2 separate regions of the Zea mays genome follow, and region 1 is linked to region 2. Evidence: chromatin contacts called from public Hi-C data. All regions are on one chromosome and are shown on one strand. Each heading gives the region's core, a stretch centred on a gene start, on an enhancer-like site or on the middle of the called end of the contact. The rest is flanking DNA. Distances are from core to core; before and after follow the strand shown.

Region 1 (5,527 bases), core at 830-3,329, 140 kb before region 2:
TCCTGACTGCAGCTCGCTGCTCCAAAATCCGTTGCATTGAGCTTCTTCCCGGGCAGCAATGGCGTCCCTTCGCGGACTCCACATTGGGCGAGGCCGGGACGTCCATGGAGGCCTCCCCAAGCTTCATCACCATGCTGGTGCTGCCTCCAGCGTGCGGATGCAGATGCCGCGGCCAGGTGCGCGCGACACAGCGAGGAAGCTCCGCCCCGACGGCCATGGCGCGGTGGTTCTCCTGCTGCCTCGAGTGTGGGGTTGTCAAGTCGGTGGTGCGCCTCTGCGGTTCAAGTTGCTCGAAGACGGCGACGCGTATGGATAGCAGATAAATAGGAAACCACCAGATTTAGCGGTCGTCGGGCTGCCTCTATATTTTAGAGGATGTTTTACCATTTGTTGTTGGAGGCATAGAGAACACGGACAACCGCTAAATTTACCGTAGCGGACGCTTTAGCGTCCCTTGCTGGACACAGCCTAAGGACTAAGGTCAAGTACTACTGGGTAATTCAAGAATACGGAAACAACCACCTAAAACAAGAATCACAACAATTGCTGATAAAACATTGCATCAACAAAAGAAGAGCAAAAGTGAAGGAATGGAAAGAATTCAGTGAGTTTCTCACATTGAACCAACTGTAGCTCCAATAAAGCCATAACAACCCTCTGTGTCTCTGATAAAGTCATGAAGCTCCTTGTTTAAGGTACAATGCAGAAAGACCAACCCGGCATGCAGAGGCTTCGATTTAACACTGATTGCACCACTTTTTAATCTCCTCTTTACTTGGATTGATGGATTGTAAATCTGCAGGTAACTTTTGTGAGAAACAAAATGCTGAAAAGAAAATGGTTTGCCACTGAAATAGTGAAGTCATTCAGATGGACTAGTACTAAGGCATTTCCTATAAGTCTATGATAAACAGTAATCAGGAGAACTTCATTGTCAGCAATCAGCATTCAGATTCGTACTAGATCTTTTACTCCAAGTTTCTCCACAATTAAGAATCAAATCGACAATCTGTAATCTTAATGTAGATTTTCTTGTCACAATGATTATACTGTCCATGTAAGAGAGTCACAGTTGCAAGTTTGTAAGACATAAGTACAGTTTCACAGTTAATATCCTCAATCGCTTTAAACGTAGTAATCTAAGATTCAAATGTTAGGTGTGAAATTATATAAGCCGCACGAATACTGCAGCGTAATGTTGCTCATAAGTCATAACATAATCGGTATGAATGTGACGCGACAGCCTAAAATTACGCCAAGTGTTCGGCCTGCAAAATGCTCGTCAGGGAGTGCTTAATTCGCCGCACGAGAGCAATCAAGCCAACTAACTAACCATCAAGGACAGGAGGAAGTGAGACCTTGAAGGGGACTTCCGAGTAGCGCCGTGAGATAGCCTTGGTGAGGAGGTCGACGTAGTCGGTGCCGGGCGCCATGGAGACGCGCACGAGCCACCACTGCGGCCCCAGCTCGGCGAGGAGGTCGAGGTTGAGCTCCTCCCTCCACGAACGCTTAGGAGGCTTCTTCCGCCGCCGCGCTGGCTCGTGGATCAGCCGGTCCTGCACCTCCTCCTTCCAGTCCGTCGCACGCAGCTCCCGCCGTTCCCGACGCTGCGCTCGCTTTTCCCGCGCCGTCAGATCGCCCCCTGCATTTGCGGAAGCCGAAGCAGATAGACACACCGGTGCGGGGAGCTGAGACGCCGGCGCCGGCGCCGGCGCGATAGAGCAGCGGCACGGGAGCCGGAGGAGCGGATAAGCCAAGCTGCTCATGGCTAATGGCGTCTTCGGTGAGGAGCGAGCGGTTTGGATTTTGGAAGACGACGACTAACGTTCAGGCCTTACCCATGGACCCCGGTTGCAATTGCAAGTGAGTATACTTGGGCCTCGAGGCCATCGCCCCATTGGGATTCAGGACGATGCTGGTTTCTGGGCCACAGAATACAATGCGGGCTTTCCGATGGACTTTTTTGTCAGTGAGCTGGCCCTCAAGCCATGTGGCCTATTCGTGTACGGCCCATGTGAGAAGGCGCGCACCTGCTCCTCACCTGTGTTTGCTTCCGCCGCCGGCAAGGAAGAAGAGAGCAAAACCCTAGCTAGAGTTGGCGAGTGGGGGTGGAGGCGCGGCTGCTCGTCACGACATCGAGTTTCAGCGCCGCCCGCGAGATCCCCGGATTTCGTTCTCTACCCCTGTTAGGGTCTGCTTCCCGTGTTGCTTCTCAGCTCCACCCCTGACGTGTTGTACTGAGTTTCTGCTCTGTTGGTTCGCTCTGTTCTTTGCAGGAGAGCTGCGGCAATGGCTGGGAAAGGCGGGTCGACCAACTTAGAAAAGGAGCAGGTAGATTGGTACATCTGGCTTCTTTTTTGGGTTTCGGTTTCTGGATTTGATGCTATTGCTCAAATTGGTGCTGTGCGCCTTTCACCGTACAGATGTTTGGGATGGCGGAGAAGGAGATGGAGTACAGGGTTGATCTTTTCAACAGGTTAGTGATATGCTTCTTGCTTGCTCGAGATCATTAGTTCGCAACAAGTAGTACCATTTTATCTCCTCATTTCCAACTAACTGAAGGAATTGAATATGTTCCCAAGAAAAGGTGAATGTGGTGGCTTTTCCTAAATAGTCATCCAAATCCTCAGACAATTAGGCTTGAATCTTCCATTATCTGAAATGTTAATCAGTTAACGTAATCTTAGGTTGTTCCTGGGCGTCAGAAATGTGTGTGATGTTTATGTTAATTAACAACTTAACAGTTGAACAACTCTACACTTATATTATATCACTCCTCTCAATCCAGGTCTTTTACAGGTGAATCATTTAGGTTTTTGTTTGATTTATTTATGCTTGTTCTGATGTGTCTTTATGCTTTATACAGGCTTACACAGACCTGTTTTAACAAGTGCATTGAAAAAAGGTACAGATATTATCAGGTTACTTTTAAAAATCTATTATTTGTAGTCCTGTTGGCACATCCTTATTTCTATGTAACACATAATGTTCTACAACTACAACATAGCCTTTTGTTCCCAGCAAGTTTGGGTAGGCTAGAGATGAAACCCAAAAGAAATAAGGATAGAAAAAAAAGACACTGAAAGGGTAAAAAGAAAGACGGTAGAGTTAAGGGTAAACAGAAAAAAAAGACAAAGATCATGGTTCGGACACGTTGATTACTAGTCTCCAAGCGCGCCCATCCTTAGCTAATTCCATGGAGATATTACACTCCTTAAGATCTCTCTTAACCACCTTGTCCCAGGTCAATTTAGGTCGATCCCTACCTCTTTTTATATTATCGACCCGCTCTAAAACTCCTCTACGCACCGGTGCCTCAGGAGGTCTCTCTTGGACATGTCCAAACCATCTCAACTGATGTTGAATCAATTTCTCCTTTGGATGTAGATATAATGGTCTATGGTGTTAAATATGGATAATCACCAAATAATTTAACTAAGTTGCAATACATTACACCTCAGGCTTGGAACTTTTCATGGCATGTTAATTGATAGTCAAGAAGGATCTACCCATATGTTAGATTGAGCAATGGTTTTTTCCCTGTGGATTTGTTTTATTTCAGGTATAAAGAAGCTGAGCTCAATATGGGCGAGAACAGTTGCATTGATCGATGTGTTTCAAAGTATTGGCAGGCATGTTTGTTGATACTCTCTCTTTGGCCTTCGCGGATTCATTTTTATGCTTATTCCTAGACTATGGAGTACATCATAACTTGACTGTGCACTGCTTGAATTTGTCAAAACAAATTGTTCTTGGTGGTGTCTTTCCTACTTTAGGACTTGTGTTGGAAAAGAATGTTGTATTTCTAGTGTACCCCAGCACCTGCTTATTGTGAACAAATAGTTTGTGACCTCCATCTGCAAACCGCAGATGCCTGGAGATATGCTCGATCTATGTTTTTTTTTCTTTAGCATGGTGATCTTGATGCAGTAACATTCACTTTATATATCTAAAGTAACAGTGCTACTTGCAGATTTATAGTTCTGCTTATTCCATAGCACAATAGTTTTCCTGCTGCTCCACCTCTGCCCGATTACCCATGTTGATATACTGGCAATAATTCTCCCATTTGATATGTGATGTTTTCTGGTTTGTGTCTCACCATATTAACCCTTATATTTTGGGCAATTCTTTTCAGGTGACTAATTTAGTTGGTCAGATGCTTGGAAACCGGCCTCAAATGTGAACTGAGAAGCACTCGTTCCATTTTGTAGCAGAATTCTATTGCTCTGTTTCTTCTTTTTGGTTGGTTGTAGAATGCCGCACCTGTTCTAAGTACACCAATACAGCAACAGACATGCTACTGCGTGGACCGCTTTAAAGAAAAAAAATCAGTGATGCGCATTCTCTCTGAATCATGAACTGTAATAATTTGATACAGCTCTAGGGCAATTCTGTTTCGAAAGCTCGTCCTGTTTCGTAGTAAAATTCTGGATTTGTGTTCCTCTGAGGTAATTAGAGTATAATATTTTTCTTTGCGAATCAAAATAGTAGTCTATGTATATCATCCACAGTAAGGTTGTTAGGATCGTTTTTTCCTGACAGCGTTGGATTATATCAATTATTATTTATCGTCAATCAGATATAATATGTGTATCAACACAGTAAGGTTGTTAGGGTCATTTTTTTCTCACGTGTTCGGTAGCTTTTGACATATTAATAGCCAATATTTTCTTTAAGAAAGAATCTTGTTTAGTGAACGGTTAACATTATAGTCAGATTAATTTTGTCCTCAGTAGCATGTAGTTTTTATTAATGCTACGATCTTGGGAGGAGAGAGGAGTCAATGGTAGCGGTGGCACGGGGGAGGGGGTGTTGACGGCGACAGCGACGTGAGTCAGGGGATGCAGAGACATGGGAGGAGAGAGGGATAGGGGTCACGGGAGAGGGATGAGGGATTATTCAATAATATTAACAATTGGATTTGAGTAAGGAAGAGGAGATTATCTAGCGATCTTAAATGTTGTTATGATTGTGTGTTAAGTCTGGGCATGATTTGTTTGATGGATTTAGTAGCGGTTATGGGTGTGAGAGTGATTTGGTTGGGTGAGTTTTGTAAAGTTTTAAAGTAGTGGATTATATAGTAGTATAGATAAGAAGAGATGAACATGCTTGTATTATAAGGTGATACCTTGGAATATGTTGTTCTTTAATATAAGACCCCGTTTGTTTCCCTTCATTTTGAGGAATTGAAATCTAACTAATGGAGAACTAATGGAGTAGGCTATTTTTTAGAATGTGACATTCCACAACTTTCTAAAGTTTATATATTAGCATATCTCAAATTCATGGGGTGAGAGATGAAAATTGTTTCTATAGATTTACACGCTACTTTTCTAATGTACAACTTATAGCAGACTTTTCTACTTGCTTCTCTATAGAATAAGTATAATGTATAACTATCTCTTTCATATGGTTTAGGATAATATAAAAATATATTACATATACAAATATATTAACTTAATTAGATTGTGTCTAAATTATGATTTTTAGAATGAAATTCAATTCCAACAAAACAAACAAGGTC
Region 2 (4,883 bases), core at 326-2,825:
ATGATCTCTTTGTCGAGTTTTTTTTATGGACACTTGACAAAGTCTTTACTGAGTGCTAATAGGTACTTGACAACGTAAAGTTGTCGTGATGGTTGCAAGTGATGATGATGAAGACTTTGTTAAGTGTATGTGTAGGCACCCAACAAAGCGATGTTCTTTGCCGAGGGCTATCTCAGAGACACTCGTTAAAGAAAGCTTCCATGGGCCCCATGCGTAGTATCTTTGTCGAGTGCTGTCTAAAAGACACTCTGCAAAAGAAAGTTTATGTGGGCCCCACGCGCAGCGTCTTTGTCGAGTGTCTGTGTAGGCACTCAACAAAGCAGCTTTCTTTAGCGAGTGCCATGGTCATAGAACTCGGCAATGTATGTTTTCTGGTGCCCAGATGTGCTTCCTTGTCAAGTGGCCTTTTGTGCTGAGAGTTAGACGGTCGGTCGGCAAAGCATTCTTTGTTGAATGTACAGTTATGACAAAGATAATAGTTGTTGAGTGTAGCCTTTCGCCGAGCGAAACACTCGACAAACCGTATCTTTGTGAGTGCCCGAGATTCCGCTTAATGACTACTTGTATAGTAGTCGTTGTCAGCACGATAAGCTTGAGAAAGTGATACTTTGAATTTTAGAATGACAAGTGCGAGCGAACAAATTTTTTTTTGGTGATTTTAAAAGGAAAATGTAATAGTAACTTTTTGTGGTTTAGGACATGTATGGTTTCTTCTACTAAATGTTAGTCGATGTCACATTAAATATTTGACGCTAGTTAAAAGTATTAAATATAATTCAATTGCAAAACTAACTATACAAATAAAAACTGAACGACAAGGTAAATCTACCAATCCTAATTAATCAATGATTTCCCCTTTAATGATACAATAAATATTTGCTAATCATGAATTAATTAGGCTTAAAAAATTGTCACTTTATTAGGTTTTATCCTTGTAATTAGTTTTGCAGTTAGATTATATTTAATACTAATAGTTTACATTTTAGTAAGATTATATTTAATACTAATAGTTGACATTTCAATATTTAATGTGAAACAAACTAAACTTTAGCCTCCAAAACTAAATACCCTTTTAGGGCTGGTTTAGTGAGAATGAGGTTGAGGACAATGAAAAACATGTGCGGTGTGTTTGCCGTGCCTCAATATGAAAGCTCCAATTTTGCTCCAACGTTTAGTTGGACCAAGAAACAAAATTGTTTGGAAGAGAGAAATATGCGTAGCGCGTCACACCGCTAGTCTAAACAAAAGGCATCAGCGTCCACTTTACAAATTCTATGTATTATTCATATGCAGCGGTCCCAAAATGGCAAAATGCCTGTTAATATAAAACCCATGCATTTTTGAACGGAAAGATCCATCCGTTTTATCAACCATTTGTTCTTCTACGCTGTTCATATATATATATATATATTTATCAACCTCATGCGTTTTCTCATGTCACTGGTTCTGAATCCTCCCTTGGCCCTTTATCAAGGAAAGAAGAACACAGGTCAAGCCCACCTCCATCCCACCACAGAAGCCCACCTGCAGGCCCAGCTCCCTCCCACGCCGGCGAAGCAGTGCTTTCGCCTCGCGTCTCGACAGAACCGTGACAGAAATCCCCATCCCAAGCGAGGGTTTTGCTGCTGCTCCAGCCGGACCCAGGACGAGAAGAAGCGGCGCGATGGCGGTGGGCGACCTGGCGTTCAAGGCGCTGACGGCTGGGCTGGGCGTCGCCACGCTCTACCTCGCCGCCACCTTCTCCGTCAACGTCTACCGCGGCCTCTCGTGGCACTCCGAGCAGTCCGTAAGACCGCCCTCCCCCCATCCCTGTCGATTTGGCTCCCGCCCGCTGATTCGCTGCGCCGGATTCGACCACGCCGGCGCAGTCACCGATGGGCCATTGAACACTGCCTCCCCGATTTGTCTTCTGGACGGACGCGAAGCGATTGTATTACCGTTTTTGCGAAGTGTTCACACGATAATTCAGGCAAACCTGTTTGCTTGCTGTGCGTTAGTGGAGTTGCTTAGGATGAATATGTTTGTTGTTCAGATCAGATGTTTTGTGTAAACATCAAGACCGGATTACTTCTCAATGTTCTTTGTAATGTGAGAACCAAATATCTGCTTTGATTAGTGACCATCTGCTACTTATTAAGAAGAATTCGACCATAGTCTTGCAAATAGGAATGAATGAAGTGGCTTTGTGGGTGCATTCACGTGATTGTTTTTTGTAAGCGTGGCGTGCTTCATTCCATGGTAGGCTTAGATAAAAACTGCCACTTTGGTTCATGTTATAAAAGGATGGAATGTATCTGTATTGCTGTGTACTTCTGTACCGCAGCTCTGCAAGCGTTAACATGATGATCCGGCATATGTAGGGGTGGTAACGGGCTCCAAATTTTACACTGTAAAATTTAAGGATTGGATCATATTTGGATCTTGATCTATTTCTATTCATTCTTGAACTAAAATTAATTAAGGGCTCAAACGAATTGTGAAGAAACATTTGGATCGAGATCCATTACCACCACCCCTAGGCGCACATATTTGCCATTTGTTTCATGTACGGGCAATTGGTGTTACAACTTACAAATTTATTTAACATATCTTTTTTCCAATATTAAGGTTATTGAGTGTTTGATGCAAACTGCAAAAATGGGATTATGGAGCTACCTGGGATGAACATCCTAGCTGTTTAGATAGGATGTTTGTATGCTGCACAGCTGCAGCCTAAGTGGAAGGTTAAATGAATTCTGGATGTTCTTCATGTTATAACTAATGTCTCATTTGGTTTCGATGCTCACATCTGGTTCAGTGTTGGAATCTGGGACCTTCCCCGATCCTCATTGCCCCTGAAATCTGATTAGCATGACTTATTTTTTGCTACAATTTCTTTGGATCTTTTTCTTTACATCCTACTAGAACTTGATGCACCTTTAATTGAGGTGTCAGCAAATCCTGGGGATCATTTGCTTGCAGTGCCAAGTTAGCGGTATTTGTATAGGTAAACCCTCTGTGAATGAATGCAGAATTCAGGTTATAGGCTGGATGCGATTTGAGCTTTAAAAGAGATTGCTTTTTAACAAACTGAACACCTGCACTCACAGGTGCTACATAAATAATATGATTTCATTTAGTCGAGTCCTGTATGTTCTAAAATATCCTTAAGCCCTGTGCTAGCATCTTGTGTTTGTTCTATTTCAAAGATGGTTTTTACTGTTCTTTGCTGTATTGCTTCTATGCATATTCTTTAGAGCCGTGTGTTAACTTGTGCTATTGTGCATTGCAGAAGCTAGAAAAGGCGAAAACCGAAGATTGAAAAAGACCAGCAAGCAGTTTTAGAGAGCAGATGAAAGGCGGGCATTTTTGTTGATGTCTTATCTTTCGTGTCAATTGTGTTTTTGCTTGTCCCGTAGACCTTTCAGGATATCTGGAGTGTATCTTCAAGTATGTGATATATATATATACGATTCAAGAACCTGTCTGGGATGATTATTCATCTTTCGGGACACGTCCTGTTTGGATCATTATATAACAACATCGCAAATGTCTTGTGTATGTAACATTTTTTACTCTGGAACTGCTAATGCTCAGTTAAGAAGTGGGGACACGTGTGTGTTTTTCCTCCTTTGCAGCCAACTTTCATGACATCTCAAATACTACTGAAGTAGTATTCGTATACAAGGTGAAACATCTGAGAAAGCATGTGATAGTATTAAGCATCAAACATTCTAGAGAAGAAGACCAAAGACCAGTTGTAATAAGTGAAAATTTTCAGTTCCTGAAGATGATTTATTTTAGACCACTTGTCTGAAGATTAATCGAGGAGATGTCATATATAACACAAGTGACTGCAAAGATTCACTCGAAGTATGATTCCACAAGCCACAAAGCTCTATAATCTGGATAGGATCCTTCACGATACACTAGATCTGATGAACAATTATATACATTAATTCCCATTGCTTCATACAACATCATCTTAATTTCCTGTCAGCATCTACATAGGGTAATCTCGAGTTGTCGATATGAATAACATCAAATAAAGTAAAACAACCATGCATACTGTGAATCTCCCTGTCAAGTGTTTACAATCAGCAGATTTTTAAACGGACGGCACGGTTCTGCTGCTCTGGCTCTGCTCGGCCGCCGGCTCAGCGCATGGTTGCTGCTGCTGCGGCAGCCCCTGCTCCTCATGGTCTCCCAGCATCAAGGTGGCGGCGGGGACCACCTGCACCTGCACGTCGCTGCTCTGCTCGACCGGTTCAACGCATGGCTGCTGCTGCAGCGGCAACCCCTGCTCCTCATAGTCTCTCAGTATCTCTAGGAAACCTTTCCGATAGACATTGTTGAGCCAGTCGTCGAAGTAGTCGAGCTCCGCCACTGCTGACTCAATGCGTCGACTCTGTTCCTCCTCGCCTCCGGCCATCAGGGGATCCCCGCCTTGTTCATGACCATGAACATAGCAGGGCATCAAGGTGGCGGCAGGATCCACCTGCACCTGCACGTCGCTGCTCTGCTCGGCCGGTTCAATGCATGGTTGCTGCTGCAGCGGTAACCCCTGCTCCTCATTGTCTCCCAGTATCTCTAGGAAACCTTTCCAATCGACATTGTTGAGACAGTCGTCGAAGTAGTCGAGCTCCGCCTCTGGTGACTCAACGCGTCGACTCTGTTCCTCCTTGCCTCCGGCCATCAGGGGATCCCCGCCTTGTTGATGACCATGAACATAGCTGGGCATCAAGGTGGCGGCGGGGTCCACCTGCACCTGCACGTCGCTGCTCGGCTCAGCGCATGGCTGTTGCTGCTGCTGCTGCTCCCCATCGACATTGTTGATGTTGAGCAAGTAGTCGACGTTGGACTTGCCCAACTCGCCTCCGACCATCCGGGGATCATCCATCGTC

Evidence for each region. Hi-C and Micro-C count contacts between places; a contact is called where the count stands out from the background.
Region 1: a Hi-C map of ear shows a contact between it and region 2, with 5 times the contacts expected there. The contact joins the promoter of LOC100285900 here to the promoter of LOC111347717 in region 2. A contact is called at or near these places in 9 of 25 Hi-C or Micro-C datasets (bundle sheath, ear, leaf and 3 more) and 1 of 3 datasets of contacts at active chromatin or transcription factors (leaf).

The regions. Positions count from the first base shown.
Region 1 is chr1:301,653,328-301,658,854 of Zm-B73-REFERENCE-NAM-5.0, reverse strand. LOC100285900 reads left to right here and starts at 2,079. Exons shown (of 5, transcript NM_001416213.1): 1 at 2,079-2,191; 2 at 2,277-2,331; 3 at 2,424-2,476; 4 at 3,563-3,632; 5 at 4,139-4,475. The coding sequence starts at 2,290. The coding sequence ends at 4,186. LOC100284988 (transcription termination factor nusG family protein) reads right to left here and starts at 1,830. Exons shown (of 5, transcript NM_001157883.2): 1 at 1,359-1,830; 2 at 618-796. The coding sequence starts at 1,766.
Region 2 is chr1:301,509,596-301,514,478 of Zm-B73-REFERENCE-NAM-5.0, reverse strand. LOC111347717 reads left to right here and starts at 1,575. Exons shown (of 2, transcript NM_001357524.1): 1 at 1,575-1,786; 2 at 3,272-3,545. The coding sequence starts at 1,664. The coding sequence ends at 3,301. It overlaps LOC100384415, which reads left to right and starts at 4,616. Exons shown (of 1, transcript NM_001176955.1): 1 at 4,616-4,883. The coding sequence starts at 4,697.